2 separate regions of the Hordeum vulgare genome follow, and region 2 is linked to region 1. A link is a contact called in public Hi-C data. All regions are on one chromosome and are shown on one strand. Each heading gives the region's core, a stretch centred on a gene start, on an enhancer-like site or on the middle of the called end of the contact. The rest is flanking DNA. Distances are from core to core; before and after follow the strand shown.

What was found. A called contact is a pair of places that touch in the nucleus more often than the background predicts.
Region 2: a Hi-C map of leaf shows a contact between it and region 1, with 4 times the contacts expected there. The contact joins the enhancer-like site here to the promoter of LOC123411574 in region 1. A contact is called at or near these places in 2 of 6 Hi-C or Micro-C datasets (both in leaf).

Annotation. Positions count from the first base shown.
Region 1 is chr7H:588,201,112-588,208,947 of MorexV3_pseudomolecules_assembly, reverse strand. LOC123411574 (cytochrome P450 77A3) reads right to left here and starts at 4,363. Exons shown (of 2, transcript XM_045104543.1): 1 at 2,820-4,363; 2 at 1,312-2,148. The coding sequence starts at 3,935. The coding sequence ends at 1,678.
Region 2 is chr7H:588,473,277-588,481,112 of MorexV3_pseudomolecules_assembly, reverse strand. No RefSeq gene overlaps it. Among protein-coding and RNA genes, the nearest start is that of LOC123407828, 79 kb to the left of the region's middle. Within about 2 kb of position 3,397, at least 3 of the 3 cell types and tissues checked have open chromatin away from gene starts, as enhancers often do. A contact at or near this core is called in leaf, where this site is marked.

The DNA of each region.
Region 1 (7,836 bases), core at 3,114-5,613:
TCACGTGTCGCCGCTTCTCTCGGCGTGTGGACGGTTTGCCATGTCAAAACAGGATAAAAAATATTCTCACTATTATCAATTTTTCGGCTCGATAAATTTGGTCAAGGTTTGTAAACCGATGATTTTCTACTAATGACACCTCTAATTGTAGGTTTTTTCCCCACTCACATGAAAGAATCTTATCTATGCATCTTAATTAGAAAAGGCGTCCCTGGAAGACTAGGCATTGCAGCATTAATGTTCCACTCTTAACCAAACAGTGTAGGCCTAGTTTAGACTGAACCCAATCCCTAACTGCCACTCACTTCTCAAGTCACACTTCTGATCGCTACTGCGCACCAACCATCCGAGTGAAGCTCAAACGCCCATCATTCTTAGTTCAAAGCTCAAATGTCTGTTTAATGACACAACTGCATGAATAAGGATGGTTGAACCATTGGTCTTTCGGCGCATCAAGCTCCAATTGGTACCTCTGACCAAACCACATTTGATAGGTTGCAGCCCTGACTTTGATATTCTTAGTCACACAGGTACCAACGTCTACCGATTTTTATTGATTATTAAGATTTTTCTTTTGCGGGTGAATTGATTATTGGGTTAATGTCACATCCCATGCACCTAACAACATCTCTAGCCGTCCCCAAGACGCCCCCTAGGAGCACTTTTTGGCGTCGATGGACGAAAAATTTCCACTCATGCCCTCAACGCCCCACTTTTCGTCAGATTTGGACAAAACTAGAGCCGGCATTCTCAGGCCAAATCCAGATCACCAGGGGGTATTCGGGGGCGCCGAGGCTACTTTTTACATGCAAATAACCAACCATCACTCGCCCATCCCCTCTCTCTCCTCTTTATTTCTCCTCCGCACATGACACATGAACTGCATAGAGAGGGTGTGACCGGCATAGAGCGCCCTGCCTGATGGCTGGGGACACAACGAGCGAAAAAATAGTAACCCCCAGAGTAAAAATTATGCCGGGCAACCCCTATCGACGTAAAAAAGGCCTCCTGGAGACCTCAACAGAGAGTACGGTTCATAACCGGTTCTGTGCAACTATAAGTAGAGTATTTAGGTAGAGAGAGTAAAAACTTAGAGTGGTACCCTCGTTTTAAAATGTAGTGCAAATTTCGTTTTCTCAAAATCAAGCATGTGTGTGTTTGATCAAATTTAAAAAGAAAAGCATCAACAAGGCCATATTATCATTAGATTAATCTTGATGTATATTTTTATATTTTATTTATTTAGTATTATAGATGTCGATAGCTCATTTTGTAAACAAGGTCAAACAAAATATACACCACACTGTGGAATTTAGGACGTAATGGCTATTTCTTTTCTTGAATGACAACAAAAATATACTCCCAACGAACAAGACCAGGGTTATAGATACATTTGTCGATCAAATCAAGAATTAAAGAGAAGGAGAAAGAATGAAAATAAGATGAAGCACTAAAATACTCAAGAGAAGAGGAGAAAATAAAACATGACACTAAAAATTAAGACAGCATCTCGATGCGATGTCCAATTCCAACGGCGGATCGGAGCAGTATTTATACATGTCTTTTCTTGATGCATGAGACCCCGCGCCATAATCACCTAACCGTGGCACGTACGTACGTACGCGCGCCACCGCCACCGCCACCGCCACCGCCGCGCATCTGGGTCGACCGAGGCAGTCAATTCGCGGCCACCGGCGGCGGCTGGTTGCGCTCGACGATGCCGGCCCGGAGCGAGTTCTTCATGACGACGGTGAAGGCGAAGGTCTCGGTGGGGTCGGGGGGGCCCTCGCCGGCGGGGGGAGTCCACCGGAGCTCCCGAATCATGTTGGCGAGGGTGAGCTGGATGTGGAGCACGCCGAGCGTGGCGGCCGGGCAGATGCGGCGGCCGGCGCCGAACGGCATCATGCGGAGCGCGCGCGTGCCGGTGATGTCGGTGTCGTGGCCCTCGCCGCCCTCGAGGAACCGCTCCGGCCGCCACGCGCCCGGGTCCGGCCACGTCTCCGGGTTCTCCGTCACCCACGCCGTGTAGAACTCCACGCTGGCGTTCGCCGGCACCCTGTACCCGCCCAGCTCGGCGTCCCTCGTCGCCGCGTGCGACAGCACGAAGTGGCTCGGCGGGTGCCGCCGGAACGTCTCCTTCACCACCGCCTGCGACCAAGAAAATATTTAGTCACACCTCACACGTCAAACTTACTTAATTAGAAATTGGAGTCTTCTGCTGTCGATCGCTTTCGGTTGACCCTGGCTCACTGATGAGCCGGCAAACGTCATTTTCAAATCTGTTTTCATGTCCAAATCATCGATCATGATTGATCATTTGGTCACCGGCTACACTCGAGTGGCCAGCTGCATGAGTGTCTGCTTACTTTAATCCCTACGTCAACTATCCTTAATTAGTAGCCGCAATCTTGGTTCGAAGGTGTGGTGATAGTCCTTCAACAGAAAAAGGGAAGGGAACATGCATGGGACCGACCGATCGATCGATGGTGATGGTGTGACACTTGTGTTCCAATCACAAACTGTGAAGGTTTAGTTGATTGATTAGCCGGTCGATCAGGTAGTAGTGATCATCAGTTCATATTCCTATGTCCTGGTGCTAAAGTGGACTTCTCTCAAGTCTCAACTGCAATGCCAAATGTCTACTTTAAGGACAGGAATTTCTTACAATTGATTTTGCCCAAACGAGCTTGCAAGAATGAACCATTTCTGTGCATGGTAATAAGCATATTGCTAAATTAATTAATCTGTCGCTTGAGTTAAATGATGTCAAAGATAAACAATGTAGAGTATGCTAGAATGGGAATGGATGGATTGATCACCTGCAGGTAGGGCAAGGACTCGACGTCGGCCTCGGTGATCCGGGCGGTCTTGCCGGCCTTGGCGACGACCTCGTCGTAGACCCTCTCTTGCGCGGCCGGGTCGAGGATGAGGTGCATCATGACCCACTCCAGCGCGGTGGCGCTGGTGTCGGTGCCGGCGCTCATCACCTCGGAGCAGAGCGTGACCAGCTCCTCCTCGCCGAGCCGCTTCCCTCTGCCCGGCGGCTCTAGGTCGAACAGCGAGTCCACGTACGCCTCCCCGGGCGGGCTCATCATCTCCACGCCGCCGATCACCCTGTTCCCCTCCCCGGCCGCCTTGCACGCGTTGCCGCCTGTCCGGAGGAACTCCCGCCGCGCGCGCACCAGCGGCAGCAGGCAGTTGAGCTGCCGCCGGCGCAGGTTCTTGGCCTCGGCGAGCTCCCTCCGGAAGAGCGGCGTGAGGAGGGGCAGGAAGTCCGGGAGCTTGGGCAGGGAGATCATCATCACGTCCTTGAGCACCTCCTCGATCTCCACGATGAGCTCGTCAGGGATCTTGGCGCCGAAGCAGATGCAGATGAGGATGCTGCAGATAGTGAGGCGGCAGCTGGCCATCATGCGGACGGCGCCGGTCTTGGCGTGCTCCGCGCGTATCCGGCGGAGGTGGTTGCCCATGGCCCACTCCCGGATCCACGAGAAGCCCTTGACCCGCTGCGGCGACACGATCTCGGCGACGAAGTTCCGGCGGAGCGCGCGCCAGAGCGGGCCGTAGGGCGCGGAGTTGACGGTGCACTTGCCGACGCTGAAGAGGAGGCGGATGGGGCTGTCCGCCGGGCGGCTGGCGAACATGGGGCCCTGCTTGACGAGCGCGTCGTGGATGAGGTCGGCGTCGGTGACGATGACGAGGGTGCGCTGGCCCATGCGCATGGTGAAGATGGGCCCGTACTTCTCCCGGAGGTCGCGCACGACGTACATGAAGGGGCGGCGCTGGAGGATCACCTGGAAGAGGTTGCCCACCACCGGCCACCCGGGCGGGCCCGGAGGGAGGCCGTCCACGCCGCCCGTCTTGGAGCACCGCCGCCACCACATCAGCCCCAGCACCACCGCCGACGCCAGCAGCAGCACGTCGTTGACGTCCATCGCGCCGCCCTCCTCGTCGAACCCGGCCAGCTCACGATGTACGCCTCTTTGTAAGCTTGCTCTACTGGAGGTGGAGGAATGGCATGAAAATAGTGTGTGCTGTACGTACCTAGGAGGCAGGTCGATGAGCTAGTATGCGTGGTGTGTCGTCAATGGCGGAGTGGGTGGAGCGATATATAGCGGGGCGGGCCGGGGGAGACGAGGCGAGACTACTGTGGGGGGCGTAAATGCGAGCCATCTACCATCTGAAAGGAGCCATGAATGCGAGCTCTGGTGTGTCCTTTAATGCGGGCTCGTGAGAGCTCGGCGAGCAGTAGGGCTGTACGTACGCCACTGGTATTGTACTGTGTACCGGCGGCAGCAAGCTGGCCATGGCTACCTTAGCTAGGGAGCCAGTGAGCCGCACGCAGCTGGTTTTCTTTCTTGGAATCTAGAAGCGGCATGGCTGCTGCGCTCATCGCTCTGCTATCGCTTTCATTAATGGCGCGCGTCAGTGGAGCACGAGCCGGTGCGGTTGGGAAGTGGAGTGACGCTGTCCAAGTCCAACGCGCTGCGACCATGGGATGGGAGCCAAGCCATTATTCACGCACCCAGGGAGTGACCATGGCCAGGCCGGTACACTGCCATTTCCCCCGTTGTTAAAAGGGTCACAATTAACTTTGCCCGGCGGGTAAAAATCATGGGCGTCAGTAACTCGTAAGCAATGAAATAGTTTTTAGACCATCTCCAATATGCGCGCCGTGCCTAAAAAACTAGTTTACCGCGCGCTGGTCGCCTGATCGCCTAAATAGTTTTTATTAGAGCAACTTCAACGGACCGACCCAAACGGACGACGAATTTGTCCGTCTTTTGTCTGTTTGGGTCGGGCGGCCGTCCGACGTCCGTCCTGTTTTAGATTTGGATCGGCAGTGCGTCTAACGTGCCGACCCATTTCATGTCCGCGGTCAACATATTTAAAAAAAAGGCCCGCGGCAGATCATGTCAGCGGCCATGTTTCATGCGAGCAACATGCCAGCGCCATCATACAATGCCGGCTTCAAAAAATAGCATCACAGTCATGCTGGCGCACTCGCTAGCTGGCCGACACACATGCCAGCACAGAAAAACCTGTGGGACTTGAGTTCGACCACGTCATTGCGGCCCCGTGGTCATGCCAGCACACCTGCTCGCATCCAAAAAACATGGCGCTCGTCGCCATAGATCACTCGTTGTCGAAGTTGAGCATGTTGGCCTCCATCTTCTCGAACCACGGCCTCTTCCTTGGCGATACAGTGTTGAGATCCACCTTCATGATCTCCACCCCGGTCATCATGTTCGCGAGAGCCACTTCTTTGACCTTGGTCTTGGCGTTGGCGACCTCAATCTCTAGCATTTTGGCTTGCTTCTCCGCCTCCATCTCAAGCATTCGTGCTTGCTTCTCCGCCTTCTTGTCAATCCTCCTCCTTTGGAGCTCCAAGAAGGCGTTTATTTGCTTTTTTCTTTCTTGCCGGCGCTTCTCCTCCCTTGAGTCCTTTTTGGTGATCATGCCCTCCACGGTTGCGATCAAGGCGATCGATGCCGCATCCCGCTTGTCCTCCTTCTTGGAGTTGGTCTTCCCCCCCCCCCCCCCCGGCCGAGCCTTCTCGCCGTCCCCAACCTCCTCCACGGCTTGCTTCCCACCACGCGACTTGAGGCCGGCATATTGCGTCTTGAACTTCTCCTCGTCTTTGATCACCCTAAAGCAATGGGAGAGGTTGAAGCACTTGCCATTGTGTTGGGCCTTGAATGCCTCTAACGCTTGAAATGCCTACAAATGTATTTCATGCAAGTCTATTGATAAAATGATATGAAAAGCATGTACATGATGACACAAAAAGAGGGCGGCTTGCTGGCATACCATGTCTTGCACACCGATGCCGCTCACGGGGCGGGCCTTGACGCTCTCAAGAGTGGCACAAAACTTGTTTCACTCTTGTTGGATCACCCTCCAACGCTTCGAAATGGACACCCACCCACGCGCGCTTGCTATTTGATACGGCGGAAACTTCTTCCGCTCATGAAACTCACGGTGAACACGAATCCAAAAGGTTGAATGCTTTTGTTCGGCACCCGTCTTGGGGTCTTGCCCAATGTCTCTCCAACGCTCTCAAAGAAGCTTGTCCTCGACCGCCGTGTATGCCTTGGTCCGCTTGCTCTTGCGCTTCGGTGTCGTCCCGTCCGCTTGGTTGGCGAGCTCGTCCTCAAACAAAGGCTCCGCTTCGATGTCACACTCGTACTCTTCCTCTAGCCCGTAGTCCTCCGGGAACTCATGATCGAGAGGGGAGCCGTCCAGGTCCAGGCCGACGCTGACCTGATCACCCATGAAGGCGGCCTGATCTTCATTGTAGCCTCGGCCATCCTGGCTTTGTGTCTCGTTGGGATCGAAGCCAGCGTCTTGCGCACCACCCTCGAAGATCATGTTCTGCATGTAGTCATCGACGGCCAGAATTCCGCCGAATAGGTTGCGCGCGTCTGGCAGCTTGTCGGCTGGCGTATGCCTCGCACGTTTCCTCGCGCCTCCGGATGACGAGCCACCGGCCACCGGTGTGGCGTTGAGGTGGATGGTCGTGGGTGCGGGCGTGGAAGGCGCGACCACGCTCACCTCGGGCGAGCACTCCCCCGAGAGACGGGAGGCCTGCAGGTAGACGTGGAAGCTGTGCATCGGGTTGCAAGACAACGCACGGGCCGATTTGGGTAGCAGCGCACGAGGGAAGGCAGATGAGCCGGTGCTGACCGCGACGTCCACGGCGGCGTTGACAAGGCCGTGCTGGCTAGGGTTTAACCCCAACATGCAGAGCACCTCCCTCGTTGCCACCGCGACGCGAGCGTTGGTGACCTGCTGCTGCGCGGCGGCCGCCGCGATGGCTTCATCCCTTGCGCCTGCCGCGTGCCTCCGGTCCTTCCTCTTGGCCGACTCCTTTGCCCGCTGTTCAGCCGTCAGCACCTTCTTCGGCTCTGGCTTCGGTGCGGCGGCCTTCCGGGAGGCGTGATGCTTGCCTTTGTCAAACACGAGGGAGGCCCGGCCGGCTGCGGCGTCGAGGTCGAGGTCGAGGTCGCCGTCCATGGCGGGTGCGGGGCGGGAGCTGGAGCGGGCGTCGGGCGGGAGCGCGCGCGGGCGGTAGGCTTTTTGAGGGGAAATGGTGCTGGAAGCCACCGACCGGCGGGCTCGGGAAAAGGAGTAGGCGCGCGCGCGCGAGCGTCTGTCTCGTGTCCGCGCCGACGCAAATCCTACCCAAAATTGGGTCGGGAATGGGTCCCCAGGTGGACGAAAACTGGACGCGCGTCCGTTTGGGTCGGCGCGTTGGGCCGACTTTTGTGTCTGCGCCGACCCAAACGGACGGCGGCGGACGAAATGGGTCGCCCCATTGGAGTTGTTCTTAAGACGTGGTCACAAGCAATGTGGAGGGAGGCCTTCAGCTACACTTGCAAAGACTGGGTCATAGCCCTAGACCAAGTCATAGAGAATGTCCGGACCAGTTATATGACCCTGTTTGGATACTCTAACCGATTTAGAGGTTAGAGTTAGATTCTAACTCTAGAGTCTAGACTAACCCTGAACTAACTCTAGGCAAAGAGGTGTTTGGATGGTAGGGTTAGATTGTCAATAAATGCACTTTTTCCAATCATTTGGCTCCTTAGCAGCAAGGATTTGTGTGGTGGAGGTAGAGGGAAAAGCAACTTTTTCTGGGCCCCACCTAACTCTAACCCAAATAAGCACCTCTTGGGTGGGTTAGTTCTTTTGGGTGGTTTAGATGCATCTAACCAACTCAAACCCTCCTGTTTGGATGTTTTGGGGTTAGTTCGATCCAATCTAACCAACTCTAACTCTAACCCATGGATCCAAACATGGCCTATGTAAGACTATCCACAATGGAAGTAACAT
Region 2 (7,836 bases), core at 2,148-4,647, 270 kb before region 1:
CATATACTTCTATGAGGATCGGGCTATTCTTGTAAAATTACTGAACTAAAAACAAGCAGGTTAATTTGGGCAACTTTGCCAAGCCTCTCGAGTAGTCTCTTCACCCCATCATGAACATGTGATAACTTCTAAATGAGGAAAAGGAGCACTTCATCTTTTTTTCATTTTTATTAATGGCACCAACAAATAAGCCAATATACATTGTTTATATTCATACGCATTCAACAAGAAAAGTGATCGAGTATTATTTTGTTGAAGTACATAACACTATTAAATACTGCTGAATAGACCATTATACTAGGAGTAAATTGGTCACATCAATGAATTTTCTTTGGTATAAATCACTTGCAAACAACAAAATTTGCTATTGAGCAGAAGGCTTATGTGTGTCTTCATTTTAGATCAATGAGTGCTTGCCTTGGTGTATATCAAAAAGGGTGTACGTTTCTTTTACAACTTCTTCCTGTTAATAGAAGCAATGACAAGGCTCACGCACTATAGTTGACACATTCGAGCATGAAGAACCATAGCTACATGATCACAAAAGCAATGTTAATGATGATGCATTATAAGGCTAACACCCTACTCGTGAATATTAGGTAGATGACACCATCAATATGGAAACTTCCCAAAATGAACACGTGGTTTTGACACATTTCACTGGAGAAAAGTAAATTCCAAGAACTTAGCTTCTTGAAAGCAAGATCTAGATAAGGGTCCTAGTTATGTAAGAGGATCCAAAAGATTAAACATTGCTTCAAGTCACACACGAAGCTTCAAGTCCATAAAGGCAACTTGTAAATGTATTTGATGGATTGTTGGATAATACATGACCCCCTCAAAGTGCAATATTATGTTTCCTTAAACATTAAGATTCATGCCAATCAATGGTTCGAGCTACATGCGTGAATGGTTTGTCTTTGGTGCACTTTCAGCCAAGAGAACGCTGCCCCATGGGCAATATTCAAAAGGGAACTTGAAGTGTTCGAGCTCTCAAACGACATATGTACGTAGTATACTAGTCTCTTGAATCCGGCCCGTCCTATATAGCGTTTGTATTACTTATATAGAAGCTTTGTTGAGTACTCCTCCCAATGGGCCTACCCATGTGACAATTGTTGTGTTTCAGATTATTTTTCTTTGTTTTATTGCTTTTTTCATTTCTAGATTTTGGATTTCCTTCTTTTATTCTTATTTTTATTTTTACACATTGTACATTTTCCAAATTTTTTCGAATATAAAGTGAGTTTTCCTTTCTAGTATATAAACTTCATTTAAATGCACATTGAGATTTTTTACTATATATAATTTTTTTCATTTAAATATTGAACATTGTTTTAATATCCAATGAATATTCTTGTTAAACACATTGAACTTTTTTAATATTTGATGGAGTTTTTAAACAAAAATATGAAACTTTTTTTAGTATAAGATGAAATACACACTGAACATTTTTTTGTAATATATTTTTCTATTTCTAATAGGTTGTTAAATACTCCCTCCGTCCGGAATTACTTGTCACACAAATGTATAAAAATGGATGTACCTAATACTAAAATACATCTAGATACATTCATTTCTATGACAAGTATTTCCGGACGGAGGGAGTATGTAGCTCTGAAAAAAATCAGTTGTTTTGTTTCGGTGAAAAGTTGACATATCTTATTTGAAGCCTCATGTGACCGTTATTGCACATTTTGCAAACGGACGTTTGACGCCCTCTAAGATTGGCCGACCTGTTTAGCTATTATTCTATTTTATGTTTACACTGAATTTGCTAAAGATTATATGTTTGAAATGAAACCTAACGCCCGTCATGAGAATCAAACGAGGGATCTCTTGTCCCTGATAAACTGCACTAACCACCCAACCACAAACGGTTTGCTGTGATAACTTCTCCCTTCTTTTTTTCCTTCCTACTTCCCATTTGTTTTGTTTTCTTAAGTTTCATGAACTTCTTACAAAAACGACGACATTAAAAACTGATGAACCTTTGATGAATTTCTTTCAATATCAATGAGCTTTCTTTAAATCATTTATTTTTAAAGAGAGTTCTAGAAATTCGAAGAACTTTTATCAAATCTGATGAACTTTTTTCCAAATTCTGTGAACCTTTTTCAAGTCCAATGAACATTTTTCAAAATCGGTGAACTCATCCAGATTTGGTCAATTTTAATTCAAAATTGACAATCTTTTTTTTCAAAATTGATGAACTTTTTTCAAATTGATGAACTTTTTTCATATTCAAGTATGATTTGGAAAAAATGGAAGACCGTTTTTTCAACTTAAACAAACTTTTTCAAGTTCCTGAACTTTTTTTTCAGAATCAGAGAAGTTTTTTGAAATCACGGTTTTTTCGTTTTTCTGCCACTATTTCCTTTTTCAAGTTCAGGACTCTTATTTCAGAATCAGTGAAGTGTTTTATCTCATTTTTTGAGATCGTGTACATGGGCCGACGCACCCGTGGTGTCGCATGGGCACAGGCAGGTTCTGTGGCGTCGAATAGGAGCTCTTTGAAAAGATGAGTAAATTATGAAGAAAGCAAAATCATTCACGGAGCAAAGTGGGCCAGCCCCTTTTTCCTTGCTTCACACAAGCCGCCTAGATGGAATTTTCTATTTGCGGCGCGTTGCATCAAACTATCGACGCAACGCACAGAATTTTCACTGGTGATGTGCGGTGACCTGGGGGACTCATTATCGTGTTTGAGAGTTTTTTGGTTTTGGGAATATTTTAGAGATTTTTAGTCTGGTTTTCTAGCTTTGGGAAATTTCTATAATTTTTTTGAACCGTTCCCTTTTCCTTGTAAAGTTTTTCTTTTTTTTAAGCCTTTAAATTTTATTCTTATTTTTTTCACACTTTCATTTGTTCGTTTGTTCTCAAAATTGAAAAAGGCTGGGTCGGTTCATTTGTTCTCAAAATTGAAAAAATGTTCGTGGTTTAATTTTTTTTCACACTTTCAAATTTCTTTGGAGTTTTTGAAAAAATTTCTAGTTTCAAAAAAAATATTTCACGATTTTCCAAAGTTGTTCTCAGTTTCAAAATATGTTCTCAAAATTCCAAAAATGTTTGTGTTTTAGAATTAGTATAAGCTTCGAAATTTGTTCAGGGTTTTTCAAAAAAAATCTCCTTTTGAAAATTTTGTTGTCGAGATTCAAAAAATATTCATGCTTTAAAAAATTGTTCACGCTTTCAATTTCATTCACAATACTTCGAAATTATTTTTCAAATTCGAAAAATGTTTTTTATTTCAAATACGAGAAGAAAACTAAAAAGGAAAAGAAAAAACGAACCAGAAAAGAAGAAAATAAACAGAAAAGAGAAAGTAACAAAAAGTAAAACAAATCAGAGCTGGGCCGGTCCAATCGGGGCACCCCTGTGCGGCGTAGGTGTCCCTGACGCAACGAACGCCAGGTAGGAGCTTTCTCTGTTGGAGGCAAAGCGCGTCACATAGGAGGTCCCCAGTATTCTGTCCCATGGAATTCTTTTTCTTTTTCTTTATGGATATTTGTATTGTTGGTTTTTTGTCGTCTAGTTTCTCCATTTTTCGATGGTTCTTGACTGTTTTCTTAGTTCCTTAACAGTTTGTTTTATTTTTTTATCATATTTCTCAATTTTTATTGTTGTCACTCGGCCTTTTGTTTTCCGTTCTTAACAATTTCTTAGTTTTCCTCTTATTTTATATTAGTTTCTCAATTACCTTAGATACATTATTTACACACATGTCTACATTTTACAATATCTTATACTTTTTAGACATTTTACAATATTTTTATACACGATTTAATACATTGGCTATTTTTTCACATTTTCAAATAAATGATTACAAGTTTATAATACATGTTCAACCTTTGTCCTATACACATTAAACGTTTTACAAATACATTTGTGATTTCGTAATGCTTGGTTATCATTTTTGTATATATATTTAATACTTTTCAATGCCTTATTAATATTTTTCAAAAACTTGTCAAACATTTTTTTCAAATGCTTGATTAATATTTTTCAAATACATGATCAAAATTTTCACAGAAATTATTTACGTTTTGTATATATATTTTTCATATATGTGGGGAATATTTTTTCTGTACACAATTTGCATTTTCCTAATGGTTGATTAACAGTTTCTTATTGATAGTAATCTCGCCGATCCATATTAATTGATGCACACCTAATACAATACTGTACTAAAATTTTACTCCCTTTGTAAATAAATATAAGGACGTTTAGATCATTAAAATATATTTTTATGAACGGAGTACTAAGTTTGCATCCATTAATATGGATGGGGGGTATATTCATTTAGAATATTTGAAAGTACGAATGATATTAACAAAGAAAAGGTAAAATGAAAAAAATTGAAAACCTAAGAAAACGAGCCTGTGGCCTCTGCGCGCCCGGACCAACCCATCTTGCAGTGGCCTTGATGCGAGCCTTCCCTACGTCTCACTTTGTATTCACACGTAGTGGGAACAAATATCTAAGGAACGCTTCTTCGGAACTCTTTCGAGGGTCACTCTCAAACGCCACCATTTGGCGCATTGCCAGTCACTGCCACGAGTCGCGTTCTAGGTGTTTCCTCTGGATTTTCTTTTTTATTTATTTTATCACATGCATTTTTGGCTTTTAAAAATGTTTTTTGTTTTTTTATTCTCTGTTTCAGTTATCCAATGGTCTTTCCTACCTTTTGGATGAAAAAAAAAATCTTTTTTTTTGCATGAGAAAACGTGCTTTGTTTATTGTTTCTCTTAAGAGGGTTTTCTTTCGCGAGAGCCATAAATTTGCTTCCGTAAAAGGCACGGTCGTGTATCTTGATTTTTTTTTGCATTTTTTCCTTTCTTGAGAGGCAACAGTTTTATTCCTCGTGAGACACGGTTGTGTTTCTCAGAAACGAAAAAAAAGTATTTTCTGTTTTCTCCTTTATCGTGAGGCATGATTTTGCTTCTGTGAGAGGCATAGCCGTGCCTCTTGTAAATGAAAAAACACATTTTTTATTTTTGTTTATTTGCCAAGGGGCATGATTTGCTTCGGTTGTGTCTCGAAAACAGAAAAAATCGTGTTTTTCTTTTTTTTTCTTTTGCAGAATGCACGGTTTTGCTTCTGCGATAGGCAGGGTCATGTCTCTCTGAAACGGAAACAAAACACATTTTTTGCATTCCGTGAGAGGCATGATTTTTTCGTCCATTTTTTTTGAAAAAATGTTTATTGAAACCTATTAACATGGGATCTAATTTCAAAGATCTTGAAACGAGAAATCTAAAGATGAAAATGGTTCGAGATTTGGACGCACGGTTTAAGAGATAAAACGTTTTAAAATAACGGATGTATGAAAAAAAGAAAAAAAATCCGGATTTACGACAAGTGACACATACAGTGTACCACTTGTTGTGACATGAAAAGATGGAAGTAATAACCTTTAAAATGAGTACTTCTCAATTAATAATTTCGTCACGTAAGGGTGCCTGCAATCTTCTCCATTTGCTACTTTTGCTCAAAAGTAAATAAATTCGCTCTATCTACTAAAGCTTTAGCATGGAGTGCCCCTCAAAAAACAAAACGCTTTAGCATGGAGCGAGACTAACTAAAGGGCTAGCAAAAATTAAACATTTGATCGGGAATTCCCTATTTGCCTTACTTCTTTATTTCCCGATTCGAGCAGTGCACACGGCCGAGGCCTGCCAATTTGCATACATAGCGTAGATAAAGGCTAAATTTTTTTAAATATTGCATTTTTGTTTTTTTTTTTGAAAAATATTACACAAAATTTAGAATTTTCAAAAATAATACGGCCTCGTCTTAGGCGTGGTCGATTGGAACATATCGGCTTAGCCAAGACCAATAAGTCCCAATCGGCCTTGGTTAGGTCGATAGGCCTGTCAGCCTGGCTTCCGGTAGCTTATCGGCCTTGGCGAAGCCAATAAGCTCCTGTCGGCCTTGGCTAGGCCAATAAGTCCTTATCAGCCTTGGCTTAGACCAATAAGGACTGATTGGTGTTGGCTAGGCCAATAGATGCATGGGATTTTTTTTGCATGTTAGCTATTTTCCATGCTCCATTTTCTGCCTAGGTTCCCGCCAATTTACCCCCCTCCCCCAATACTTTCCCGCCAATTTATCCCCCAATACTTTCCCGCCAAAATTGACGAGAAATGGTGAAAGGGCGTGGATGTCGCCTAGAGGGGGGTGAATAGACGCTTTAAAATAATTAAGGTTTAAGCTTGAACAAATGCGGAATAAAACTAACGTTTAATATGTCAAGCACAAAACCTCAAACAACTAGGCTCACATATGTGCACCAACAACTTATGCTAAGCAAGATAAACAACTAAGTGATAGCAAGATATATAACAAAAGACAATATGGCTATCACAAAGTAAAGTGCATAAGTAAAGGGTTTGGGTAAGAGATAACCGAGGTACGCTGAGACGATGATGTATCCCGAAGTTCACACCCTTCTGGATGCTAATCTCCGTTGGAGCGGTGTGGAGGCACAATGCTCCCCAAGATGCCACTAAGGCCACCGTAATCTCCTCACGCCCTCGCACAATGCAAGATGCCGTGATTCCACTAAGGGACCCTTGAGGGCGGTCACCGAACTCGTACAAATGGCAAACCTTGGGGGCGGTCACCGAACCCGTACACGTGGCAACCCTTGGGGGCGGTTACCGGTACCCGTACAAATTGCTCGGTGCAATCTCCACAACCTAATTGGAGACCCCGACGCTTGCCCGGAGCTTCACACCACAATGATTGAGCTTCGAGACACCACCAAGCTTCTAGGACGCCAAAGCATCCACGAAGAACAATATCTAGGGTACTAAGTACCAAAGGTAATAAGCTTCTCAAACTTCACTTCCATGTATCACCGTGGAGAACTCAAACCGGTGCAACCAATGCAATGGCAAGAACACACGAAGTGCTCAAGTCCCTCACACTCAAATCCCTCCACAACAACGAAAGCTATCGAGAAATATGAGAGGAAGAACAAGGAGCTCACAAACAACTCCAAGATCTAGATCCAAGGGGTTCCCCTCACATAGAGGAGAAAGTGATTGGTGGAGATGTGGATCCAGATCTCCTCTCTCTTTTCCCTCAAGAACAAGCAAGAATCATTGGAGGGATTGAGAGTAAGCAAGCTCTAAGAATGTCAACAATGGAGGTAGAACAAGAGCTCAACGGATGAATAAGACCAAGGGGAAGAAGACCCCCTTTATATAGTGGGGGAAGGAATCAGACCGTTACCCCACTTACAGCCCGAGCCCAACGGTACTACCGCTGGCTGCAGCGGTACTACCGCTGACCCTCCAGCGGTACTACCGTTAACCCTCCAGCGGTACTACCGCTGGCTGCAGCGGTACTACCGCTTAGCCCATGGTAGTGCAAAGATACTACCGGGCCAACCACCGCCAAGAAAGTCTTCACAAAAATGTCCGACGCAGTACAACCGCAAAGATGACGGTACTAAAAATTGGAGCGGTACTACCGCTGGCCAGGGGCGGCAATACCGCTGGGACAGCGGTACTACCGCTAGGGCCAGCGGTACTACCGCCACCTCTAGCGGTACTACCGCTAGGTCCAGAGGTACTACCGCTCGCCACTGAAACAACCATAACTTTCGCATACGAGCTCCGAATCGAGCAAACCCAAGCTTGTTGGATTCAGGAGGACAAGAGCTATCCAAACAACGACAAATATGGTGGTCAATGATATGAAAATCTTAAGACCATGCAGATATGAAAATGCCAATGATATACACGAAGTGGTCAAGTCCCTCTATGAATGAAGAACCGGCAAAAACTCCAACATCGAAAACATCATAGTAGATGCATATGGACTCCG